Linked DNA regions of Mus musculus: region 2 is linked to region 1. The links are chromatin contacts, called in public HiChIP or PLAC-seq maps. All regions are on one chromosome and are shown on one strand. The core of a region is the stretch at or near the end of the contact, and the rest is flanking DNA. Distances in the headings are between cores, read along the strand shown. Region 1 holds the start of Gltp (glycolipid transfer protein). Region 2 holds the start of Oasl1 (2'-5' oligoadenylate synthetase-like 1).

Evidence for each region. HiChIP or PLAC-seq counts read pairs in DNA pulled down with a chosen protein or histone mark.
Region 2: an H3K27ac HiChIP or PLAC-seq map of microglia shows a contact between it and region 1, with 6 times the contacts expected there. The contact joins the promoter of Oasl1 here to the promoter of Gltp in region 1. A contact is called at or near these places in 5 of 39 promoter capture datasets (the C10 cell line, embryonic stem cells, hippocampal neurons and 1 more), 1 of 15 datasets of contacts at CTCF or cohesin (pro-B cells), 1 of 484 Hi-C or Micro-C datasets (the G1E-ER4 cell line), 15 of 115 datasets of contacts at active chromatin or transcription factors (CD8 T cells, bone marrow-derived dendritic cells, bone marrow-derived macrophages and 7 more) and 3 of 9 other capture datasets (adipose tissue, liver and pancreatic islet).

The regions. Positions count from the first base shown.
Region 1 is chr5:114,688,098-114,694,289 of GRCm38.p6, reverse strand. Gltp (glycolipid transfer protein) reads left to right here and starts at 3,355. Exons shown (of 5, transcript NM_019821.2): 1 at 3,355-3,531. The coding sequence starts at 3,429.
Region 2 is chr5:114,919,505-114,925,696 of GRCm38.p6, reverse strand. It overlaps Oasl1 (2'-5' oligoadenylate synthetase-like 1), which reads right to left and starts at 2,457. Exons shown (of 6, transcript NM_001359945.1): 1 at 2,088-2,457. The coding sequence starts at 2,285. Gm13822 (predicted gene 13822) reads left to right here and starts at 3,436. Exons shown (of 2, transcript NR_166682.1): 1 at 3,436-3,646.

The DNA.
Region 1 (6,192 bases), core at 2,106-4,605:
TACAGACACTGATGTGTGTTTAGAACTCCTCGGAGAGGATCCAGGAATAGAGACAACTCAGTGGCCATTACCACAGTCCCGACCTGAATTTCCAAATGCCACTGAAGGAACACACCACTGAAGGGACCAGTGCTCTCTGGAGAAATAACCGATTTCAGGACCGGGATAAGCCTGAAATATTCTGGGAAAAAGAGTGAGGAAGTAGTGGGGACATGCTGGACAGACACAGAAGCCAGCTTGAAGGGACTGTCACAGATCACAGCTGGGACAATCAGACCATAGCAGCAGTGGACTGCTACCGTGAAGTCCCAGTTCTGCACAGTGGTGATAGACCCTGAGTATGGGGCATTGGTTACTTTTTAGAAAGGAAAAAAAAACAGCATAATAGTGGATCCAAGTGGAAGGGACCTTATTCGAATGAAGTTAAGATCTGAGCCCTTTACGGTGGCACGTAGCTGTGAGCCCAGCACTCAGAAGGCAGACACAGGCAGATCTCTGTGGGTTTGAGGTCAGCCTGATCTCTACAGGGAGACCATATCACACCAACAACTTCAATATAGGACCACTGAAACCACACATGTGTCATCTGCAGGGTTACAGCGAGGGGACACAGCACGCTGCTGTTGTGTTGTGAGACACAGGACCTGTGATCTGCATGGAAAACGTCAGACAGCCCCTCTTTAGCTTAACTGTCCTTTTCAAAAGTGTTGGTCATGGGATTTCGAGAAAGACTGAGGAATGTTCCAGACTGATGGACCTAAGAGATCAGGCAACCATACTGCATGAAACCAGGACTGGGGTCCTAGACACAAAGGCGAATTGAGGCTGATCAATGCTATTAGTTTCCTGCTGGTGGGCAAACCATGGCTTTCTGGAACATCTTTGTTTGGAGAGAATGAGCATCAGAGTGTTTAGCTGATTTCAGTGGCCCGGTTTTTGTATGGGAGTTGCAATGTTTTCAAGAATTTAAGATCATGGGGTTTTGTTGTTGTTTTGTTTAGTTTTTGTTTGTTTGGTTGTTTGTTTTTTTAAAATGGTTTTAGAAGTTTTAGAAGCTGTGGCAAGATTTGCCTGGAGTTTGAAGCCAGCCTGAGTTATAGAGCCAATTCTAGGCTAGCCTTGGCTATACAGTGATGGGCATTTTCTCTCCCTCAGGGATGCAGGTCTAGGCCACATTAGACCAGGTTAAAAGCAGATAGAGGCAGGTTTAGGAGGCAACTCTCAGTGGGTTCACCCATCTCCCAGGTTAGTGAAGTCACACATCCAGGATAAAGCAAGGGGGTTTTATATCACCTAGATGAGGAGTGATGACCACCAGTTAGGAGCTCTGATGGTGATCATACATGGTCAGAAACTGAGCCCCTGGGCGGGCACTCTTGGGTAGGTTGGTGGAAATGGAGAGATGGAGAGATATTAGCCCTGAGCTTTTTCCAAGCAGGCGTGGGGCATGGGGGGACAGGGTAGAGGGGGAGTTTCATCTGGGTGGGAGGGGTTGGAGGAAGGAGGAAAGATGGGGTTTCTCAGCTTGTGTAGGGGATGTGCAGGGGTTCCAGTGTAACATACAATAATACCCGTCTCAAGAAAAATAGAACTAAACCAGGCTTGATGGCGCAGGCCTTTAACCCCAGCACTTGGGAGGCAGAGGCAGGCAGATTTCTGAGTTTGAGGCCAGCCTGGTCTACAAAGTGAGTTCCAGGACAACCAGGGCTACACAGAGAAACCCTGTCTCAAAAAAACAAAAACAAACAAACAAAAAAAACCCCAAGCAAACAAACAAAAAAGGAGTCAACTCTAGAGCAAGTGCTTTCTGATGAGTAGAGGAACGGGTGGATGGACGAACGGGTGGATGGACAAACGGGTGGATGGACGGGTGGAGGCAGAGAGGGAGGGATGGGGAGATGAAGAAAGGGAAGGATGAATGGATGGGTGAACTTTCAAGACCTGTCTCAGGACACCAAGCTACTATCTAAAAGATCCATCTTTCTTGTGTCGAGTCACATGTGGTTTCTGAGTGTCTCAGCTGGAATGGAGCAGGTTGAGCCATCAGGATTCTCTCTGAAGCCAGAGGCCCCAGTGCAGGCTGTTATCTCTCCATGGAATTAGGGAGTCTTCCCAAAGGTGGGTGGGGTTCTGGCAGAGCTGGGACACTGGGGAGGCTGTTGTAGGAAGATTGCATCTTGGGATGCCCGAGGCGGGGAGTCTGGGTGGGGTGGGAACAAGCTGAAATTGGTGGCTTGGGCACCTATCAGTAGGAGATCTAACGTGACTGGGCATGCAAGAGATAAGGACGGTCGGATCTTTCCCCGCCCGCGACTTCTTGGGGTCATGCCTGTAGTTTGGGTCAATCTTTCTGCCATCTGCCTCCTGAAAGGGTAAATTAAAATCATTTAACAAGATTTAGTATATGCTTTTCTGGCCCCTAGACATCTTCTCACTGCCCTTACTATGAACCACAACTAATTTCCTTCCTTCCTTCCTTCCTTCCTTCCTTCCTTCCTTCCTTCCTTCCTCCCTCCCTCCCTCCCTCCCTCCCTCCCTCCCTCCCTTCTTCCCTCCCTTCCTTCCTTTATTTTTTGGTTTTCGAAACAGGGTTTCTCTGTGTATCCCTGGCTGTCCTGGAACTCACTCTGTAGACCAGGCTGTCCTGGAACTCAGAAATCCACCTGCCTCTGCCTCCCGAGTGCTGGGATTAAAGGCGTGCGCCACCACTGCCCAAATTACTCCCAGCCCCTGCTCGCCCTTCCCGTGCACCGCTCACAGCTCTCCGGCTCCCTCAATTTAAGGCTTTGCTTAAGCGCCATGGTCACTCTATCCTCCGTGACCATCACAGTACGGAGCAGCAGCAGTGCAGAGTAGGATTACTGAATACTCAGTGTGGGCGGAGTACCAGGCTCTCCACTTGGAATTTGGGCTGTTATCTCTCCATGGAATTAGGGAGTGTTCCCTAAACACACTGAGCTCTGTGTTTCAGGACGCAGCAGCTAGGCTGCATTGTGGCTGAGGTGAGCCGGGGTGTAGGCTGTGGGGCGCGAACCTGGCACTTTGGAGGACCCTGGATTGGGAAACAAGGCCCCGTCAGGGTTTGAGCTGTAAACCCGGCCAGAGCATCCCAACCTGGGCGCGGCTCACCAGGTGCAAGACGCCCGCGCTTCCGCTAAGCCCCGCCTCCAGACCAATGGCGCGGCGGCTGCGGGGGCGGCGGGCTTCGATTGGTCGGAAGGGCGCGGCGGTGGGCGCCCATTGGCAGAGCCCCTGAGGGGCGGGGCCGAGTGCTCCATGGCTCCGGCCTGCGGGCGGCGCTCGGCGCTCGCTGCGAGGCGCGGGCGGAAGTGGCGACGCTGGCGTCCCGGGAGGCGGCGGGCGGCGACAGCCCGGGCGCGGACGCCCTCGGCGCGGGCTGGGGCATCACCAAGGGCCTCGACCCCGAAATGGCGCTGCTGGCCGAGCACCTGCTCAAGCCGCTGCCCGCAGACCGGCAGATCGAGACCGGGCCCTTCCTGGAGGCTGTGGCTCACCTGCCGCCCTTCTTTGGTGAGTCCCGGGCTTTGCCAGTCCTCCTCACCTGCCCAGATCCCTCTTCCTCAGATGCACCCGGGCCCTTAACTCCCTGTCATCCATTGCACCCAAACACCGCTTGCTATTGCACCGTGGGCATGCTTCATCAGCCCTCCGGCTGCGCCTAACATCTTCATCCCCGGCTTCATTTTCCGCCCCCTTCAGAATGGTTCTCAATTCTCCCCCACCCTCACTCTGAACGATAAGCCCTACCCCCCACCCCAGCCTCTTCCCATCCCAGACCAAAGAACACCCCCATCCCACCCCACCACCTCCAAGGACTTGAAGATGGAGCTGCAAAACTCAAGGGCCCTTTTTAGAGGAAGTCATGAAAAGGGTTTCCCCCATCTGGGAAAGGGGGCTGGATTGTGGGGGTGATGTCAGCTGCAGGGTGCTTAGCTCGGATCCCCACCCCCTTTCGAAAAGGAAAAAGTCCGGTCTTCCATATGTCAAGTTGAAGCACCTCCCAGGAGCGCTGGAATGAGTCCCCAAGCCACTTTCAGGCGCGTTCTCTCCCCGCCCCTCCTCCAGCCTAAGACCTTGTTGTAAAGTGGAAGGAAAACTAATGCCTCCTGCCCTGCCCTTTGCCTTGCGGTTCACAGAGGGTGCTGCTACCTGAGCCCAGCTTTCTTCTTGGTGGGGACGCTCCCAGCGCCCTACCCTGCTAGCTCACTTGGTGACTTTGCAGGATGACACCAGCTCCCGGGTACAGAGTCCAGTTGAAATACTTGGACAGAGCCTTGAAACCGCCTTAGCCTGAGGAGGTCTGGCACCCACTCAACCCCTGGTGGGGATAGGGCGTGTGTGGCCATGTAGATCTGTGTCTTGGAGTCCCTATCTGTGAAATGGCAGGTTTGGGGGTGGGGACTAAATGAGAGCCTGTGAAGGGTGGGTGTTAGCTGTGGAAAGGAACTTGTGTGAAGTTCTTGAATCTAGTTTCGGGCCCAATGCGCCAGCCTGGAGGAGCATCCCGAGAGCAGGTCTCAGGCTTTCTCAGAGGCTGAGAAAGCTCCAGCACTGCCCAGTGGGTGCTCTGTCAACCCGTGGCATGCCTAAGACCTGCTTTTTTTCGCCTGTATCTCAGCTGTAGATCAGATTGCATCTCCAGAGAGAGGGAGCTGTTGGCGTTAGCTTTGGTTTTTATGACAGCATTATGTTGTTTTTAAAAATATATTTATTTGTGTGTGTTGGCATGGGGGGGGGGACAGACAGGCGGGGGCTGGAGGACCGTTTTCGGAAGTTTGTTCTCTCCTTCCACAATATGGGTTCTGGGAACCAAACTCAGGTCATGGGGCTCCACAGTGACCTGCTGAGTCACCTCCCAGCCCCGACAACACTATGTCTTCTGTGCCCTTGGCTTTCTGAGTAGTTGCTAGTTCGAGCCAGCCTGTCCTGGGTTCGTAATCTGCTGGAGCCAGTGCTTCTCAAGGGATGGCAGTTTTGTTCCTTAGAGGGGGTGGGGGGGCAGTATCTGCTTGTCTGTGGAGATGGTTTTGTTCTTTGTCGTTGAGGGGTGGAGCAGAATGCTACAGAGCACCCTCTGGGTACAATGCCCCTCAATACATAAGCCACAAAAGGGTGCTGCAACCCATCAGCAGCTCCACAGTGGTGGTGGCATGACTTCCCTGTCCCTCACCAACGTGGCATGGCTGCACTTGGGGGCACCCCTAGTGCCTAAATGTCCGGCTGGTTTGGGAAGAGATGGAAGGAGGCAGCTGAAGCTAAGGCAGACGAGTCACCCTCGCTCGCTCCTTGTTTCTGGTCTCAAAGGACCCTTGTCTTCGCTGCCATCCTGGGCTGTGGGGTGTCACAGCTGTGGACAGAGCACCATTTAGACAGACGCTTCAGTGGAGTTGGACTGTGAAGGGTTAACTGGCACAGGTCACCCCATAGCCATGTACTGTTCAGCACAGACGGTCATTCTTGGCGCTCTTACCAAAGAAAACACTCTCAATGTGCTCTTCCTGGGTGGAGCGCTCTCCCGTAGACTCAGGCTCCAGGAGGGTTCGCCACTGTCAGCGCTCAGGTGGGGACTCGGTCTAGATCTTTGGGGTGTCCCCAGTCACTTGGATGAGCTGGGCACAGTGTGTGTGGCCCTGAACTACATCTGGTCTGGAGTGGTGGCCACAAGGAGTCTGAGGTAATTGTGGAAACATGTTCTCAAATCACAGTAAGCCTCAATGATGGCATTTATTGAGCACTTATGAGGGACCAAGGATCTGGTACAGATCAATTCGTTCACTTCATTCTTTCACAGATATTGTCTGATTTGAAGCCCGGGTTTTGTAGCTCAGGCTGGCCTAGAATTCACTGTGCAGCATGGGCTGGCCACAGTTTCTGAGTTGCAGGTGTATAGGCATGTATCCAGTACTTGGTTTTAGGAACTTAATGTTTTGTTTTGTTTTGTTTTGTTTATTTTTATTTTTTTGTTTTTTTGCTTTCTTGTTTTGTTTTGTTTTTGAGATAAGATTTCACTCTGGCCTGGAACTCACTGTTCCAGGCTGGTCTCAAACACAATTTTCCTGCCTCTGCTTGCAAACTGCTAGGATCACAGATGTGAGCTACACTCTTGGCATCTGTGGTGGAAGTGTGGCCTTGTTGGAGTAAGTGTGGCCTTATTGGGGTAGGTGTGACCCT
Region 2 (6,192 bases), core at 1,208-3,707, 230 kb before region 1:
TAGGATACATCCTGTGTAGGACACATCCAGTGTAGGATACATCCACTGCAGGATACATCCAGTATAGGATACATCCAGTGCAAGATACACTCTTACTGTTCTTGCTTTGTAGGCATGACTATCATTTAGTGGGTTAAGGGGAGGAGAAATGAGGCTTAGCAGTTAGCATCTGCAGCTGCCAAAACTTAATTTGGTGAGTCTTTCTTCTATCTAGATACTTGTTCTACATATTTTTTTCCTTAGGTATATCAGGGAGGGAGTGATCTAGAGTACAGCCTTGCCCCCAGAGACTCCCAGCAGCCAGGAAAAAGCCCCAGGCAAGTATCATAATGAAACCCTTGTTTCTAAGACTTTACCCTGAGCTAACCTTTAGGCTGCATGGCCTCAGTGTTGGGAAATGGAACACGATGTTTGGGATGCTGCCATCATAGAGGAGCAGACCAAGGACTTGAGACATGAGACAGGATGATCAGAGTCACACAGCTGGTGAGAGGAAGAGCCCAGACTCAAATCCTCTCTGTGTGGTGACAAAACTATGGCTGTCACTTCTAAATCATGTGACCTGAAGCTCAAGACTTCAAAATTCAACCCAGTAGCGCAAGTTTAAAATCTCAGGCTGGGAATCCAGTCCTAATTCTAGTCTAGATGCTGCAACCACTTGGGCTATGGCATTAAGATGTGTCAACCTCTTCAGGTGTCAATCTCCTTAACATTTAAATGAACAATTGGCTGAGGTTAGTTCTTCTCCAAAGCTGTGTGTGTGCGCATGTGTGCATCCTGCACTAGTGCACACTTGTGTGTGGAGATCAGAGGGCAACCTTGGGTATTGTTCTTTAGGCTGCTCATTTGGTTTTTTTGACACAGGGTATTCTACTGTGCCCTAGGGCTTGCAGATTTGGCTAGACTGATAGGCCAAGGAGACTGGTTGGTAGGCCTAGTGGTTCTCTTGTCTCTGCCTCTGCAGGGCTGGGATAATAAGTTTGAGCAGCTACACTCAGCCCTTGCCCCACCCCCTTCCAGGGTCTGTTGAACCTGTGATCCTTAGCTCAGCTAGGGGGTAGGGGTGGCAGTTGGAAGAAGGATTTAAGGAGGAAAAAAAAATATTAGTGAGAAACTTGGGTCACCGTTTGAGTAGCCGGGTTCAAATCCCAGCTCTGACGTCAGCAGTTACATCTCTGAACAAGCCCAATGGCTACTCTCAGCCTCCATTTTAAGAGTCTTTCAGTTATCAAAATATTAAAACGTGGAAAAAATTAGGAAGAAGATACCATCCAGGCAGCCAGCACATCTAAACTTGCCACATCGGTGACTGTCTTTCTTTTGTACATGCTAGGCTTTCACTCTAGCCTTGAGCCACATCCACAGATCCCGCATTTGTGTCATCTCAATCACTTTAAAGTGAGTAGCGGACAGCAAGGAGCTTTGCCCCAATACAGCATAGCATGTGTCCCCCTAAAGAGAGTTCCCCACCCCAGTAGGTGCGATTTAACTTGACAAACGGCAGTTTTCTTACCAAAATGCAGGTCATATTAAACATTTACCACTCATCCCCAAACTCACACTCTCTCTGTGTCTCTGTCTGTCTGTGGTGTGTGTGTGTGTGTGTGTGTGTGTATGTGTGTGTGTGTGTGTGTGTTGTTCTGTGATATGTAACCTAGGCTGTGAACCAACCATCCTCTTGCTTCTCTACCTCCCACATGCTGGGGTTGCAAGAATGGGCCCCCAAGTCAGGCTCTCAAAAATTGTTATTTACAAATTACATGTCAGGATCCAACTAGAGGCCTTGCATTGCATGTGGTCACTGTAGCTCTGACATTGTGGAGCCTTTGTTAGGCTCATCTGTAAAATGGGACAAGAATGGTATCTATCTCTCAGAGTATAAGTTTTAATGATAGAATATGCAGGCTTTCCCTACCATTTTCTCCAGAGGTGGTCTTTTATTATCTTCTTTAGTAGTTCATTCTGCTCAAGGCTCGCGGGGCTGTCTCGAGATGTCAGAAGCGTGAACTAGGGATCACGAGGCGAGGGGACTCCCTGGCACTGGGGTTTGCCCTGTCCTGGCTGGGAATGGTGAAGTCCAGTCTTACCTTGAGTACCTTGAGCACGCGCACATCCCGAGCCGGGCCACGATCTTCACGGAAATTCTCCTGCCTCAGGAACTGCTCCACTGTCTGCACGGTCTCCAGGACCTCTTCTTTCCACTCTCTGGTTGGCTGCAGCCACTGAGCCACAAAGGAGTCCAGCTTGGAGGCCGGGAAGCCGTACAGCTCCTGGGCGACTGCCATGGCTACAAACTGACCGTCAGCTACCTCAGGCAGGCGCAGGGCTATATAGCCAAGCACCCATCCAGCTGCCGGTACTCACCTCCTCCTTTTTTAAGGCGGCTCCTTTCCAGCTGACCTCTGGCACCCAATGGCGGAAAGGGGGGTGAAGAGAGAAGCTTGGGAGCATGGCTCTATGGGGGGGTCCCCTCCTTGGAGATTTATTGTCATGGTAGGTGTGCCGAGGGACCAGAGGCTGGGGTTGGCCGGTCTGGACCGCCTTAACAGGGTTGGCATGGGGCCAACTTTTGTGCTGTTAAGTTTCGATTCTCAACATTTGTAGTTTCTCTTTTGTGACGTTTGTAAACTGAAATTGGCTTGAGTCTGACCTTCCAGAGACACCTTGTCTGGATGACTTAGGCCAACTGCCCCGACCCGTCATAGGGAAACTGAGGTTTGGAAAGAGAAAGAGCCTAGTCATGGCTGTGGTAAGGAATGAGGAATCTGGAATCAGAAGGACACTTTGAGGTTGTCAGATGCTTTTTCTTTATTTTATTTCAAAGAATTATTATTATATTTATATAAAAGTTAGTATATTTCATTTAAAAGATTTAAATTTTTATTTATATTTTATTTACTTTATATTTACATATATTTATATGAGAAAATTATATTTATGTATTTTGGGTTTTTTTTTAGGAGGGGGACGCATGTCATGGCACAAATGTGGGGGTCAGAGTAAAACCTGCAGGGGCCTGTTGTCTGCTTCCACCGCACGTGGATTTTAGGACCCATACTTGGGTCATTAGGCGTGGCAATATGGTGTGAAACGAGGAAAAGAGAAACTCATATGGTAGGACATGAAATATGGCGAGAAACACTGAAAAACGTGCAAAAAGAGAAACACACGGTAGGACCTGGAATATGGCGAGAAACAGTGAAAAACGTGAAATATGAGAAATACACACTGTAGGACCTGGATTGTGGCCAGCCTGGTCTACAGAGTGAGTTCCAGGACAGCCAGGACTACACAGAGAAACTCTTATCTCATAGAAACAGGAAACAAAACATCTTGAATGTGTTTGCATTTAAGCACGCAAACACCACACACACAGTCTCAATAAAACGTTTTCAAAGCCAAAACAACCCAAATGAAGGTGCCTCTAACAGAGATCGTTACAGACATGAGACCTAGCAGGGGCTGTGTAGAGAAGTGGGTGGAGCCGGGCTCTGAGGTAGTTAAAGATTCAGAGCTGGGGTTGCTGAAAGAGTTCAGCAAAGCAGAACGAGGAAGAGCAGGAGGGTGAAGGAAAGGAGAACGTTCTGGAAGCCAAGTGATAATGCTGTTTGACAAAGAGGAAGTGGCTCACTAAGTCACATGTCAGGTGAGCCCGTTCAGCCTCCTTCCCAGGGTGAATCAGAAGCGTGGCGTGCAGAGAACTTAGAACCTAGCATGATCGCTCTGCCACCTTCTGTACTAAAGATAGACGGCAGCAATGCTACAGGCAGGGAGATGGGTCTGACACCGTGTGGCGGTCCATGCAGGATGCAGCAGTGAGCGGGCTGTGGTGGCACAGGCCTTTAATCCCAGCCCTAGGGAGGCAGAGGCAGGTGGATCTCTGTAAGTGTGAAACCAGACTGGTTGATACGGTGAATTCCAGGTCAGCTGAGGCTGCGTAATGAGACCTGTCTATAGAAAGAGAGAAGAGGGGCTGGAGAGATGGCTCAGCGGTTAAGAGCACTGACTGCTCTGTCGGAGGAGGTCCTGAGTTCAATTCCCAGCTACCACATGGTGGCTCACAATCATCTGTAATGGGATCCGATGCAGTCTTCTAGTGTATGTCTGAAAATAGCAATTAAAAAAAAACTCTTATAAAAATAGATAAATCTAAAGTTAAAAAGAAAAAAGGAAGGAAGAGGTGGGCAGGGGGGCGATGGGCACAGAGCGGATAAGGAAAGGGGCTGGGTCCCAATTTTTTTCTTTTTTTTAATTCTTTTTTTTAATTGGATATTTTCTTTATATACATTTCAAATGCTATCCCAAAAGTTCCCTATACCCTCCCTCCACCCTGCTCCCCTACTCACCCACTCCCGCTTCTTGGCCCTGGCATTCCCCTGTACTGGGGCATATAAAGTTTACAGTACCAGGGGCCTCTTTTCCCAGTGATAGCTGACTAGGCCATCTTCTGCTACATATGCAGTTAGAGATACGTGCTCTGGGGGGACTAGTTAGTTCATATTATTGTTCCACCTATAGGATTGCAGACCCCTTCAGCTCCTTGGGTGCTTTCTCTAGCTTCTCCATTGGGGGCCTAGTATTCCATCTTATAGATGACTGTGAGCGTCCACTACTATATTTGCCAGGCACTGGCATAGCGTCATGCGAGACAGCTATAACAGGGTCCTTTCAGCAAAATCTTGCTGGCATTGTGCAATAGTGTCTGGGTGGTCCCAAGTCTCTGAAGGAGGAGGAAGCAGGGATAGCTGATCCCCTCTGGCTTCGTCCATTAGTGAAAGGAGGAATAGCAGAGCCGGTGGAAGCCTAGGAGTGAGTCTGCAGGAAGAAATGGAGGTGCCTTGCATGTGGAGGTGGGAAGCTTCATGGGGAGACCACACATGGTTTTCCTTGTCACACAGATGATGGCCACTAGCGCCCCGAGAGAGAATGTTATCCCCTCTGTAGGGTAACTCCGGTGAAAATGTTTTCTGGGTCTCTCTATGGAGCTTATGAAATAGCAGGCTTCTACAGAGCTTCCTCGGACATCCTTAGTGTTAGCTGCCCCTCCCACATCCTGCGTCTGATCTGTCCTCAGCACTGAGTTCTTAAGTCAGACCATACTATATTATAACATTTTTTGTTTGTTTGTTTGTTTTGTTTTTTCGAGACAGGGTTTCTCTGTATAGCCCTGGCTGTCCTGGAGCTCACTTTGTAGACCAGGCTGGCCTCGAACTCAGAAATCCGCCTGCCTCTGCCTCCCGAGTGCTGGGATTAAAGGCGTGCGCCACCACGCCCAGCTATATTATATCATTTTAAAGAGTAGCAGTAATTTCACAAATGGAAGTCGGCACAGACGAAGACGTGTACATTTACCGTATGTTTATGCTGACATGATTTATTCACACAAGAACTGGTCGGGCCTCACTTATTCTTTCTGTTCACCGCCACGAAGCATCCTAAGGGCCAAGCAACATCGACCATTTTACCACTAATACTCCGAATGTCGTTTGAATGTTTTAAAAGGGGATACGGAGTCAGTAATGCGTTGCCTTTCTGGAGTGTCAAAACACAGCTTAATTAAACGAGTTTCTGTGGGCAAGGAGGGGGAGCCAATTATCAGAGGAGGATGACTAGGTTTGGGGCGGGAGGCAGGCATGGGAGGATGGGCGTGGCTTGGAGTCTCCGTGATGTAGAGCACCAACTGAGGACTTAGGTAAGGACGGTTTGTTCTTGAGCTCTCAAAAGTTGGCAGTGGGAGGTTGGGAGGTGGAGAGTGCAGATCTCAGAAACACTGACAGCCATGTTTCTGTGTCCTCATATTGCAACCCAGCCCTGCTGGCCCTTCCTCACCTCCACATTAGTGCTGGCCTCAGGCCTTGGGCTGTTCTGGTCCTCTGGCTTTGGTGAGCTAGGTCAGAGCAGATGAACCTTTCAGTAAAGTCAGCCCTGAACAAATAAAGGAGTGGCTCAAGGTGACTTAGTAAAGCCATGTGGCATAGATAGTTTGTCATTTGGACTGCTGTATCCATGATCCAGACAGTTGGTTTTAGGAGTCAGCTCATCTGAACTATAGGATGCCCAGATTGCAAACATATCCTCCAGCTTCCTTCACGTGTGTGTGTGTGTGTGAGAGAGAGAGAGAGAGAGAAAGGTAAAGAGAGAGAGTATATGTGTGTGAAAGAGTGTGTGTGTGTGTGTGAGAGTATATGTATG